Linked DNA regions of Zea mays: region 1 is linked to region 2. A link is a contact called in public Hi-C data. All regions are on one chromosome and are shown on one strand. The core of a region is the stretch at or near the end of the contact, and the rest is flanking DNA. Distances in the headings are between cores, read along the strand shown.

Evidence for each region. A called contact is a pair of places that touch in the nucleus more often than the background predicts.
Region 1: a contact with region 2 is called in a Hi-C map of tassel, with 4 times the contacts expected there. The contact joins the enhancer-like site here to the promoter of LOC100304361 in region 2. A contact is called at or near these places in 3 of 25 Hi-C or Micro-C datasets (ear, root tip and tassel).

Annotation. Positions count from the first base shown.
Region 1 is chr5:167,508,734-167,514,224 of Zm-B73-REFERENCE-NAM-5.0, reverse strand. It overlaps the pseudogene LOC103628654. Among protein-coding and RNA genes, the nearest start is that of LOC100304361, 87 kb to the right of the region's middle. Within about 2 kb of position 1,479, at least 12 of the 20 cell types and tissues checked have an H3K27ac peak or open chromatin away from gene starts, as enhancers often do. A contact at or near this core is called in ear and tassel, where this site is marked.
Region 2 is chr5:167,422,212-167,428,327 of Zm-B73-REFERENCE-NAM-5.0, reverse strand. It overlaps LOC100304361 (farnesylated protein 3), which reads right to left and starts at 3,866. Exons shown (of 5, transcript NM_001165799.1): 1 at 3,611-3,866; 2 at 3,306-3,510; 3 at 2,083-2,297; 4 at 1,848-1,935; 5 at 267-1,010. The coding sequence starts at 3,619. The coding sequence ends at 580.

The sequences.
Region 1 (5,491 bases), core at 230-2,729, 88 kb before region 2:
TGCTATGCATATAATGATTCTAATCACCACTTGGTATGTATGCCAAAGAAGAGTGTCATTGATTACTTTAATCTAATATAGTGGACATTAGACATTTGCATGCATATTGTTAGTTTGCTTAAAGAGGCTACCAAATTAAATTTAGGCATTACACTATCGGACACATCTGGTTATCTTTTTTTTTTGGAGGTGGCACCAGCTAGCTAGCAACCCGGAGTCCTCCGTCTCAATCTAAGCCACACATTTTTTTTTCTCAAACTTCGCATAGGGTGGATTTGAAATCCTGACCTCCCTCTCGCGTACAACCTTGCATATCACTATATCACTATACCACTGCATCACTTGTTTCTATGTTATATTTTTTTCCTCTTCACATATTATAATAAATCGAGTGTAAATTGGTTGTATGTAGCACTATTTACATGGTGAAGTTTGAATATAGAAGGTGAGATAAGGAACGAGATATGATAGATGCTAGAGGTAGCCTTAATAAATATTCTTCTAGATCTAGTACCAGAGACCATGTAACTAGTATACTAAAGATTATTGCCTTTTCAGTCTTGGTTGTACCGTACTGATTAGAGATCGGGTAGTGTAGCTAATCGTCATTTCTGCACTGTGTTATTGAGGATATAAGTATCATCACCGTCTCTTGAAACAATGCCAAGTGGCCATCAACTCGGCAGGATTTGCAGACCTTGGTGCTCTTTGTGGCAATGATATATAGCCCAATTGCCCAAATTGACGGACACGGAGAAGTTGATGCCAATGCATGGGAGCAGGCCCTGCTGCCCATCTCAAACCATCTTTCTCGCTGAGCCAAATCATGGTGGGCTGTACATCTTTCTATGCAGGTCACTCATCACTACATGAACGGTTGCTTGGTTGGGCATTTCAGCAGCGGTCTGTCGATCTGCCCGGACCACCACACCAACTTTGCGTACATGCAATGCAATGCAGTGCAGATTTAATTTAACACTTCTCACTGCTCAAGAAGTTATATCCCATGACAAATCGTTGAGCACACAAAACGTCCTCGCGAACGGTCCGTCCGCGAGTGCGCAGAATCAGTTAGAGTTTCGAGTTTCTCGCGGTATTTTTGGCTAAAACCGTGGGATTAGCTCGTGAAATAACTTGTAGCGGATCCAGACATCCCCTTTATACAGATAAAGGCTACGACTGATTGACCCCTACAATCGATCAAATCTATTTATCAGTTTATCTTTTCATTCTTCTAATTCCTAGGAGTAGGAGTAATTTAGCCTTAGGACTAGATCTAGTTTAGTCTTCTACAACAATATTTACTCGGTTCTACGTCAATTAGAGAAGTACCATGCGGCCTGCCCACCCAGAGCAATCCATTGGAACTCTCCCCCTCCACAGGATATCTGCCCACCCGGATAGCACTGACACGAGCATTGAGTAGCAACTAGCAACATGCATCCGGATCCACACACGTACGGGACGGATCGGAGTTCCAGGAGCAGACTGGTCCGGCAGGCACAGCTGCTCGCTCGCATTCGGCCGGCGTCGCGTACGTACCTGAGCAGCATATGCATGTGCATGATGATGTGTACGTACGTTCTCGTCGTCCTTCTTCCTACCCGGCAGCATCGTCGCCATCATACCGCCGCCTGCAGGTACCGATTCCAGACGGCCACGTTCACAACAGTGCAGAAAACTCTCACGCGCGCACAAAAAAATAAAATAAATCTTGACGTATGAATTCCATCGTCTGTCGTATCGAATGATTCGTCCGCCATGCCCATACATAGTGTACGAATCATTAGATACGGCAGATCGAATTTATACGTCAAGAATTTTTTATTTTGTTTACAATGGGTATGATAATTTTTTTACAGTGCCGATATATATAATAGAGGGAGCTAGACAGACAAGAGTGTCAAAGTTTTGGCCGCTCTATAGTATAGATGTCCAAACGGGCCACCCGGCACGGACCCGGCCCGAACCCGTTTCGGCCCGGTACGAATAGGATCGGGCCAGGCACGGCCCGTTGATGCTTCGGGCCGGGTCGGGCTGGCCCACGTGCCTAGGGACATGCCCAAACCCGGCACGCACAGGGAAAAATCGTGCCGGGCCGGCCCGTTGGCCCGGTGGGCCTCAACGGACCGGGCACTGGCCCGAACCAACAGTAGAACGGTATATAAATACATATATTTAACAGAATTAATCATATATAATAACATATTATTTATATATATTAAGACAACAAAATATTTATGTATGCATTTTATATTTATGTATGCATTTTATATATGTTTGGCCGCGTATTTAGTATTTACATACTAGAAGAGAATTAAATGTATTTACATATTTAGTATTTACATAAATATGCGGGCCGCCGTCGGGCCGACCCATTTATCGGGCCGGGCCGGGCCAAAGCACGCGGGCCGCCGTATGTGCCCATACCCGGCCCGCTAAACGGGTCGTGCCGGCCCGGGCCCGTAACCGACCGTGCCAGGCCGTGTTTGGACCGGGCTAAATTCGTGCCGTGCCACGGGCCAAACGGGCGGCCCGCACTGTTTAGACATCTATACTCTATAGTAATATATCAATCACGTGCGCGTACGAGATTCCAAGCTGTATGTCGTATAGAGGACTGCAAAGCAACGACGACAGATTTCGTTTCACAGGGTTGTTGTTTCTTGTCTCATCTGAGTTCAGAAATATATTCGTTTTCAAATGATTACGCGTGCACGCACACGAACAGGTTCGTATCATACCAGCAGTGTGCTACAATTACGTTCAATTTTTTTACCAGTATACTACAAAACTTCAATTTCATACTATTACATATTCCCAGCTAGAGATGTCAATAGTTACGGGTACGGGTAAATAACCGCAGATAATTATCCATTAGATATGAGTATGGTGGAATCTGGTATCCGCGGGTACGATTATGGATATAATAAGGTATCCGTGAATATTTTTTCGCGGTATAGATATCCAGTATCCATACCCGTTACCCAATAGATATCTGATATGTGGGTCATCCGGATTTAATATATTATCCTAAATTTTAATTTTGCAATTTTTATCTATGACATGTTGATTGGTGCTGAAATTATCATTTGATCATGATAGAATGATAATTATTTTTTTCAAATGTGATAAAATTGTTGTTTGATGTTGAATGCTAAAATTGTAGTGGACGGGCGGCTAACAGGTATCCGCCGGATAGCGGATACCCGGCGGGTACGTGTATGGGTAGAGATCCATACCCACGAACGTTTATGAGTATAGATATGGATTGAGTTTTGTCTCACGGATACAGATTTGCGAACTATATATCCGCGTACTACCGACCTGACTGACATCCCTATTCCCAGCTGTAGGTTCGTGATTTGGCTTGTCAAGATAGAACCAGCGTAGCTAGCGATGTCAGGTTCAGTATGGCCGCCGGAGTAAAATCCCAGCAGTGACACATTTTGCCAGCCTAGTTTGGATGTTTTACGATTGTTCAGAGAAATTTCAGCGGTAGCATATCAGACTTATTTCAATAGAGAATGACATCTGAGGCCTATTTGACATTGACTTAATTTCTCAATCAACGCAGTGTGAAACTAGACCCGAGAGTTTGAGGCATGAGGCAGGTCATTATTTGACGCTGCTCCAGCGCACTTGGGCACGACTCAGAAGATAAAAACTCGAAGCACGTCCCAACATAAAATATGTTGGACCATACATATATATCAGCAGAACACGAATGTTGGGCTGGTCCAACATAAAATATATTTTTGGACCATAAAATATGTCCGACACGACACTGGAACGGTCCGTAAAAACACGACACTTCCACCGGGCCGAGAACGAGGAATTTTGAAATAATTAACTCTAGCGTGCAAGTCGTCGCTCGCTTGCCGCCCTCGTATGCAGGGATTAAGAGCAACTCCAACAGTGTTCCAAAAAATCTTTCCCCAAAATAATTTATTGCAGTTCTGCTAAAATTTTATTTTCCCAAAATCAGGTTGCCCCACAACAGATCCCCAACAGTACATTCCCCAATACTTTTTAAACTAGCCACATCAGCACATGTGAACTCTACCTATCACCAATCTCATCTACGAATATCATCCATTCAATCACCGTCATGTCCATTAGCTGTTGATCTCTTTCTTTCTCCCTCTGATTTGACTCCGGGCGCTCTGCGTTCCAGCGTGACGTCCGTGATGACTGACGAGGTGCACAACATCGTAGACTCGTAGTCCTCAAAAGCCTCACACATAATCGAGTGCTCCAGCAGCGATCGATGAATTCTCAATGTCCACGCTTCTCTGGAGCTTGCGCTTGCTGATGGACTTGCATGCGGGGTAGGGTGAATCGCACTTTTCACGGACGATTGGGGAGGATGAGAGACGCGAAAATATGTGCAAGGAGGATGGAGTTTTTCAGGTACCTCTATTTTTTCGAAGAATTAGAGAAGCTGTTGGAGTCCATATTTTTACATCTTTCATCGTAAAAAAAGTTTTAGGAGCAATAAAGGGGAACTCTTGGAGTTGCTCTAAGAGCTCAGGGTGAAGGTGGATCGCCGACTAGAGACTGGGTGGCTAGAGGAAATGCTGGGCCGGCCAGCGCTACTGTCCATGGACTCGGACAAAACTTTATGTCAATGTATAGGCAGATGATCAGATATTTTCTTCTTAATAAGGATGATCAATATCCTATTACTTAACTCGGCTTCAGAAAAGTATAGAGATGAATTAAGCAACTCAATCCTATATAATTCATCAAACTCTCAAACCTCCTTGAACATAAAAAAAGTCCTCCTGATTTGTAGCCAAAGTTTAGAGAATGTCAAATCTATGGATAATATGCTTAATCAAAAACTCAATTACCTCTCTGTGCGTCATGCTCTTCAAGGCAATGACTTCAATTCATTTGGTGGAATAGTCGGTAGCGACTAATACAAATTGATGTCCCTTTGACGACGAAGGATAAATCTCGCCCACAAAGTCTAAACCCCAGCCTCTAAAGGGTCAAGGCTTGATGATGGGATGCAATTTGACCGCATGAACGATGTATAAATGACCGATTTTTGATACACTTGACATCCTTTGTAACACTTAAAGCCATCAGCAATCATATTTGGCCAATAAACACATGCCTTCTCAAAAAGACACTTCATCATTGTAGCCGATTGGTGAGTACCACAAATACCTTCGTGTACTTCGCCCATGTCTTATATAGCCGATTGTAGCCATGATGGTTTGTGTCTAATTGTCATAAAAAGAGTAACTATAATAGTTCCCCTCATAATTGTGGGCAATGCCCAAGCCAGCACGACCTAAGAAAAGCACAACAAACTCTATTGTCGTGCTAGGCTTAGATTTTAAGTGTCTGGTTTAGCACAACCCGACATGAAATTATTAATGGTCGTGTCAGCACATATAAGAGACTGAACTCACTAATCCCCCCCTAAATTATATAATCAACCACCCAATTCAAGAAATTTAAACAAAACAAGTAACTA
Region 2 (6,116 bases), core at 2,617-5,116:
TTCCTCGAGGTTTCAAAATTGCAGCTAGCCTTTGCAACGAGCATGACCCTTAATTTTCAGTTCCACAACCGAGGCACAGACATGAGAAGTGCCATTGCCAACTGGGTAATGAATGCTGTCAATTGGCATCTGTTGAAAGAATGCCGCTGAACTAGGCCAGACTGACACAAAACAAGACGAACCTGCTTTATGTTCAACCAACAACATATAGTTAGAAAAGGACACCAAGAATATGGATTTTTCCGACATCACTGGCAATGTTAACTGAGAAAGCTCCGTCTATTCCGGACAACAGACTACAGAGTACTAGCAGCAAGCTATTTCAAAACTAGCATATATAATACATCTTTGTACAGAAATAAAAGCCAAAGGTGAAAGGTGCAACACAAAATCCTACTAACCAGTAGCATACACAATATGAAAAGTCCACAAACCAGCCCAGAGTTTACTTTGTACCAGACAGAAAGTTCAACCTTAGAAATAGAAGAGAAAAGTTCTAAACTTCCTGAACCTCCAAAATCAGGGGATAACTCAATCCCCTCTTATTTTCGCGCTTAAGGTCACTTGGTTCTGGCTTTCTTACATCAGAGAACAGGCATTCGGGTTCTCGTCGCTGAAGAGCTGAGGAGGGTACTGGTAGGCATATCCGTATTCGCTCAGATGATTGGACCTCGGGTAGTGCATATACATGTTAGCAACGGCGCCAGGGTCTTTGTCTTTCCCTTCATCACCAGCATTGCCATCATCCTTCTGATTATCCGCTTCTTTCTTGTCTTCATCTTTCTTTTCCTCCTTGCCATCATCCTTCTTCTCCTCCCCACCTTCGGCTGCCTTCTTGTCATCCTTGGCATTTCCATCATCAACATTCTCAGCTGCAACCGGCTCAGACTTGACGATAGCAGCGTGCTTGCCAGTGCGCCTATACACATAATCAGACAGCTTGGCCTCCTCGAACACACCCTTCACAGTGACTTGAGAAGCCTTGAGGTCTGCCTCTACAGATTGCACGCCTGCAAGGCCACATTACAAATTAATTACTGAATTCTTGATATGTCTGCCTTGATTTGACATTCGCTAACTGAAGTAATAGTTAATTGACAATATACAGCATAATTTGCACTGTTCTCATTTAAAGATATTTTTTGTTAAAAAAGTAAAGCTAGTGAACTTAATCTAAATTTATTTGTAGTTTTTGTGACATGTTAACTACATGTTCAGTGCACCTCTCAGTCGAATACAAGGAGACAAGAGTACAAGACCAAGCATATCTTGTACCAAGCAGAAATTGAAACAGCGTAATAGTTATCAAGTTCCACAGACAGACTGAATCTTGACTGGTGTAATCATTGAAGTTTGATGTACCTTGCTAAAAATATAAAACATCATCCATCACAAGAAGACTTTAGTGAACTAATGGAAAGCTATGTTATGATGTGAACTGTCCGCCTCTCTCTCCATCAGTGTAAGCTTTTCGATTGAACTGATTGATGCATTGCATGCAACTTAATATGGTATCAGAGGCAAAGGTTGAACTGATTGATGCATGCAGCTTAATATGGTATCAGAGGCAAAGGTTACGAGTTCGAATTCTGGTTAGCACAATTAAATAAACATGCTCACTCATATTCAATGTCTAGGGCTCAGAGGCTCGATATGATGCGGAGTGTTAAAATACAAGTGAATTGTCCACCTCACTTCATCAGCTTATTTTTTTTGGTTGAACCCTGAGAGAGGCTCGACGAGATGCGGAGTGTTAAAATACAAGTGAATTGTCCACCTCACTTCATCAGCTTATTTTTTTAGTTGAACTGGTTGGTGCATGCAACATAATAGCAACAAATTTATACCTTTCATCTTGAGGATTCTCTTCTTGATCACTTGTGTGCAAGCCTCACAATGCATATGCACCTTGAGCACCACAGCGAGCACCGTTGCCTTTAGTACAAAACAAAACATCAATGTCTCAGTCCCATATCATAGAAACAATAGCAGTACACAATGCCCATAAAATTGATGCGGCAAATATTTGGAAGTAAAAATGGCAATGCAGTGTGTTCAAGAATCTAGGTAAGGATAATTCACCTCCTCTTTCTTCTCGGTTTTTGGTGGCTCAGGTTCTTCCTTTTTCTCCTCTTCCTTCTTCTCTTCTTTCGGTGGTGGCATTGGTGAGAGAAGCTCTACCTTGCGGCCTGTCTTCTTCTGCACCCGTTCCACCACCTTCATTGGGTCAGCAGCTGCCTTTTTCCCCTTAACGACCACCTTGTGTGCCTTCGTATCTGCAATAACATCTTCAACACCTGCACATCACAAAACCAGTATTCAGACTCTAGAAGCTCAATTAAACGACTCACACATTTGCACAAAAATAATTGCATAAAGAGGCAGCATACAAATTTCAGATAAATTCGTGGAACTTCAGTTCCGAGTTGAGGATACAATAATTAGTTAAACTTATGGCATACCCAGAATGGCAGAATCTTTACCATAATCCAATTACCAACATCAGATGACAGACAGAAGGGTTACATCTTTTTTAAGGCAACCTGGAAACTTTTTGAACATATGCCCAGAGAGGCATATACTAAACTGGAGTCGTCTGCATTATGAGATACTTGATTGGGCGTTAAGGTTGCTGGGATCTAAATTGTTTCACCACTAACACAGGATAACGTGCGACTCAGAGTGGTCTCCTCGAAGCAAGTATTTGCACACCTAACGTTTTCAAATGTAACTAAAACACCCACATGGTTTCGCATAAAAATTGCTATCCAGAGTCAATATCATAGAAGTCATCTGGAAACAAGTGGCGCCGCCATGTACTGTATGTACTATGATGATGCACAAGTACAAAGAGAAAATGACCAGTAGATTAAAAAAAGGAGAAAATTTTCAAACTCGCACCTTACGAAAGAGACGCCTTTAAACGTTCCCTTAAAGCGATGCAGTACACAAATAACTTGGTTACATTTCAAATGACTACAAAAACTACAAAAGTTTGCCCTTTTTCCAGAAGTACCGTAGAAACTCACTCCATGATTCAGATAGAGGAACCTGATTTCAAATAAAACATGGGAAAACAGAAAAAAACAAAAAAAAATGCAGATTTCAACATGATTTTTGTAACCATGGAAGAAGAGCAGAGCTAACAGTGCCAATATGCGAGGTCCTGTTAGGAAATCGGAGAGAAAAAAATAACAACTAATAGTATGCCAACTATCAAGAACACATCCTGTTAAAAAACAAAACAGTATACAAGAACACAACGGCACAAAGTACATCAGAAAAGAGAAGAGGTAATCTATTACCATCAAATCCCTTGAGAATCTTCTTGACCTTGCGCGCACAACCCTCGCAGTGCATGAAGACCCGCATGACCACCTCCTCCGGCGGCGGCGGTGGAAGAGACGGGGCCTCGTTCTTCTTCTCCTCCCCTCCTCCCCCCTCGCCCTTCTTCTCCTCCGCCTCCTTTACTTTGTCGGCCGGGGGCGCCGCCTCCTTCGCCTTCTCCTCCTGCACCAACACAGACAAAACAAAGCACATCAAGATCTTCCCGCACCTCTCCCAGTGTCAGAGGCTCAGAGCATCGCCGCCAAGAAGCAGCAGGCATTACCTCGCCCATGGTTCGCCCTCCTCTGCTGCACTCTCAAAGCCCTAGTGCTCAGTTTCAGTCAGTCACGCCTCTGCCGAATGGCGAGTGAGTGAGCGGTGGTTCTTGCTTCCGTTGGGAGTGAGCTGTAGGTAACTTTTGGCTGGCTGTAACTCACTGACGCTACTTGTAAGTTGTAACGCACCGCGCGCCGCAAGGGGCCAGAGGCCAGCGCCTAGCGGGGACGACGGTGCGGCGGGTTAGTGGGTCAGGCCGCCGGTCCGCACTGAAAATGCGTTGCAATTAAGAGCATCTTCAACAGTTTCTTAAAGGGAGAAATATCCTATGCAATCACTTATCCTGATGCAAACATTCAATCAAGCGATCTGGTGCATCCGATCTAGATCTAATGATGACTGTTATTTTATATTTAATCCCTTCCACCTAAAACATAATACCTATTTTATTTTTAACTCCTTCCATATGAAACCGTTGGATCTAGATTAGATGCTCTGGATAGTTTGATTTCACGCTTGCACCAAAATGAGTGATTGCACAGGATATGTCCTCTTCTTAAAGTATTCTAAATATAGTTTTTTGAAAAAACATAAAAATATGTTTCCAACATTTTTTCTAAAGCGTTCGCAATTTTTTTATAGCCCTTAAAACTTCCCCATTTATAGCTACAAATGAGGAGTTTTTTAGGCTCCCTAGAAACAATCTGCCGCTTTAAGGGTGCGGTTGGTTGATGAGTGGGAAAGAATAGAGTGGCTCCATTCTAATTTTCTGGTTGTTTGGTTTCCAACAAAATAAGAGTGTAGTGGCTCCTGGACCTCTTATGAAAATTTACTATAAGTAGTTGAAACGCTACCGCTCCACAAAAACAACCGGATGCGAGCGTTCTCCTGGACGTGATCGCTCTCCCTCCCATCCTCCCCTCTATACTCATATGGCTCTCGAACCAAACAAATAATCGAACGGCTCCGCTCTATTCTACTCTTCAACCAAACAATAAATGGAACGACTCTGTTATTCTTGCCAAACGCAGAATAGAATGACTTTATTCTCAAATACTAGAATGGAGCCACTCTATTATATTTGACTCTCCAACCAAACGCACCCTAAGGCATCCGTTGGAGTAAGGATTAAAATCTACCCCCACTAATTATTTAGATGTCCCTTAAAACTGATTTTGAGGAGTTATTTTCTGGAGAGCTCTTGGAGATGCTCTAATCACACCTGTCGTAGACTCTTCTCTAAAAATAGCAATGAGTACCCGAAACTCATATACTCGACACGTTTTACCTAATATAAAAGTGGGTATGGTACAAGTATAGATATATACTACCCATACCCGAATATCCATGTGTAATTTATACTCACCTCAGCTATATATATAATAATCTACTAAATTCTGTACATATAAATATATATTAGCTAAAAACATGATCACCTTGCATGTTTCTATATTACTTAATTATTTATCTTCTTTTGGAGATGCTCTAATCAGGCTTGTCGTAGGCTCTTCTCTAGAAATGGCAATGAGTACCCGAAACTCATATACTCGACACGTTTCTCAATTATTTCTCTTCTTTTATTTACTTACATTTTATTATTTATAATTTCAAATACACCATATATTCATTAGATTTATGCTATTTAATATGTGTTTAGCGGGTATCTAATAGGGTATGGGTTACCCGATGGGTTTTTTCATCGATGCGGGTACGAGTATGTCGGTGTTTATGACCCGACTGTGCACCATGGGATTCCCTACGCGATGCTTTTGAGCAGGACGGTGTCGTTGATTGCAACTCGATGGTACGTGCCGGAGCACGTCAGATTGCACAAGGATTTATACAGGTTTGGGTCGATAGAATGCGTAACAACCTACTTTTTGTTGAGACTATATATTGGAATTGCACTAGGGTACACGGATTACAAATGAGCTAAGGGTGGTGGAGGATGAGTTCTCCTGCCGATTTAGTAGCGTGTGGTTGCTACAAGAGGGCTAATGAGCTTTGAGATGGTGCTAGGATGTGGCCGATGAGAGATGGTATGAGATGTTTCGTAGGGTTACCCCATCGGCCTTGTATAGGTGACCAGAGGGTTATCCCTTTACAAGTTGTGATCACTATCTACTCTACCTAAACCCTCCTTTAACGTGGCATGTATTCCTACTTATCCGGAGTTCAGTAGCGTCCTTAACCGAGTGTGTTAGCCCTTCAGGTGTGTGCAACCTCTTCGCTCGAGATATCAGCGCTTCGGTCTGTGCATAACTCGGACGTCCGGTCTTCGTCTTCCTAGATCGAGCTTGTCCGGCCTGGTTGTGGCCCAATGGCCTGTCTCGCTAGGCAAGCCATCAGGAGGCCTATCAGGCGGCCCATGATGTGTTTCTATGTTCATGAGAACCTAGGGGATATCTATCTCCCACAAGCCCCCGAGGCTCAAGCCAACTTTTAAGAGCAATGGGCTCAAGACTCTAAGGAAGAATTGTGCCCTTTGACTTTTCTAAGCTTTTGAGTGCAAA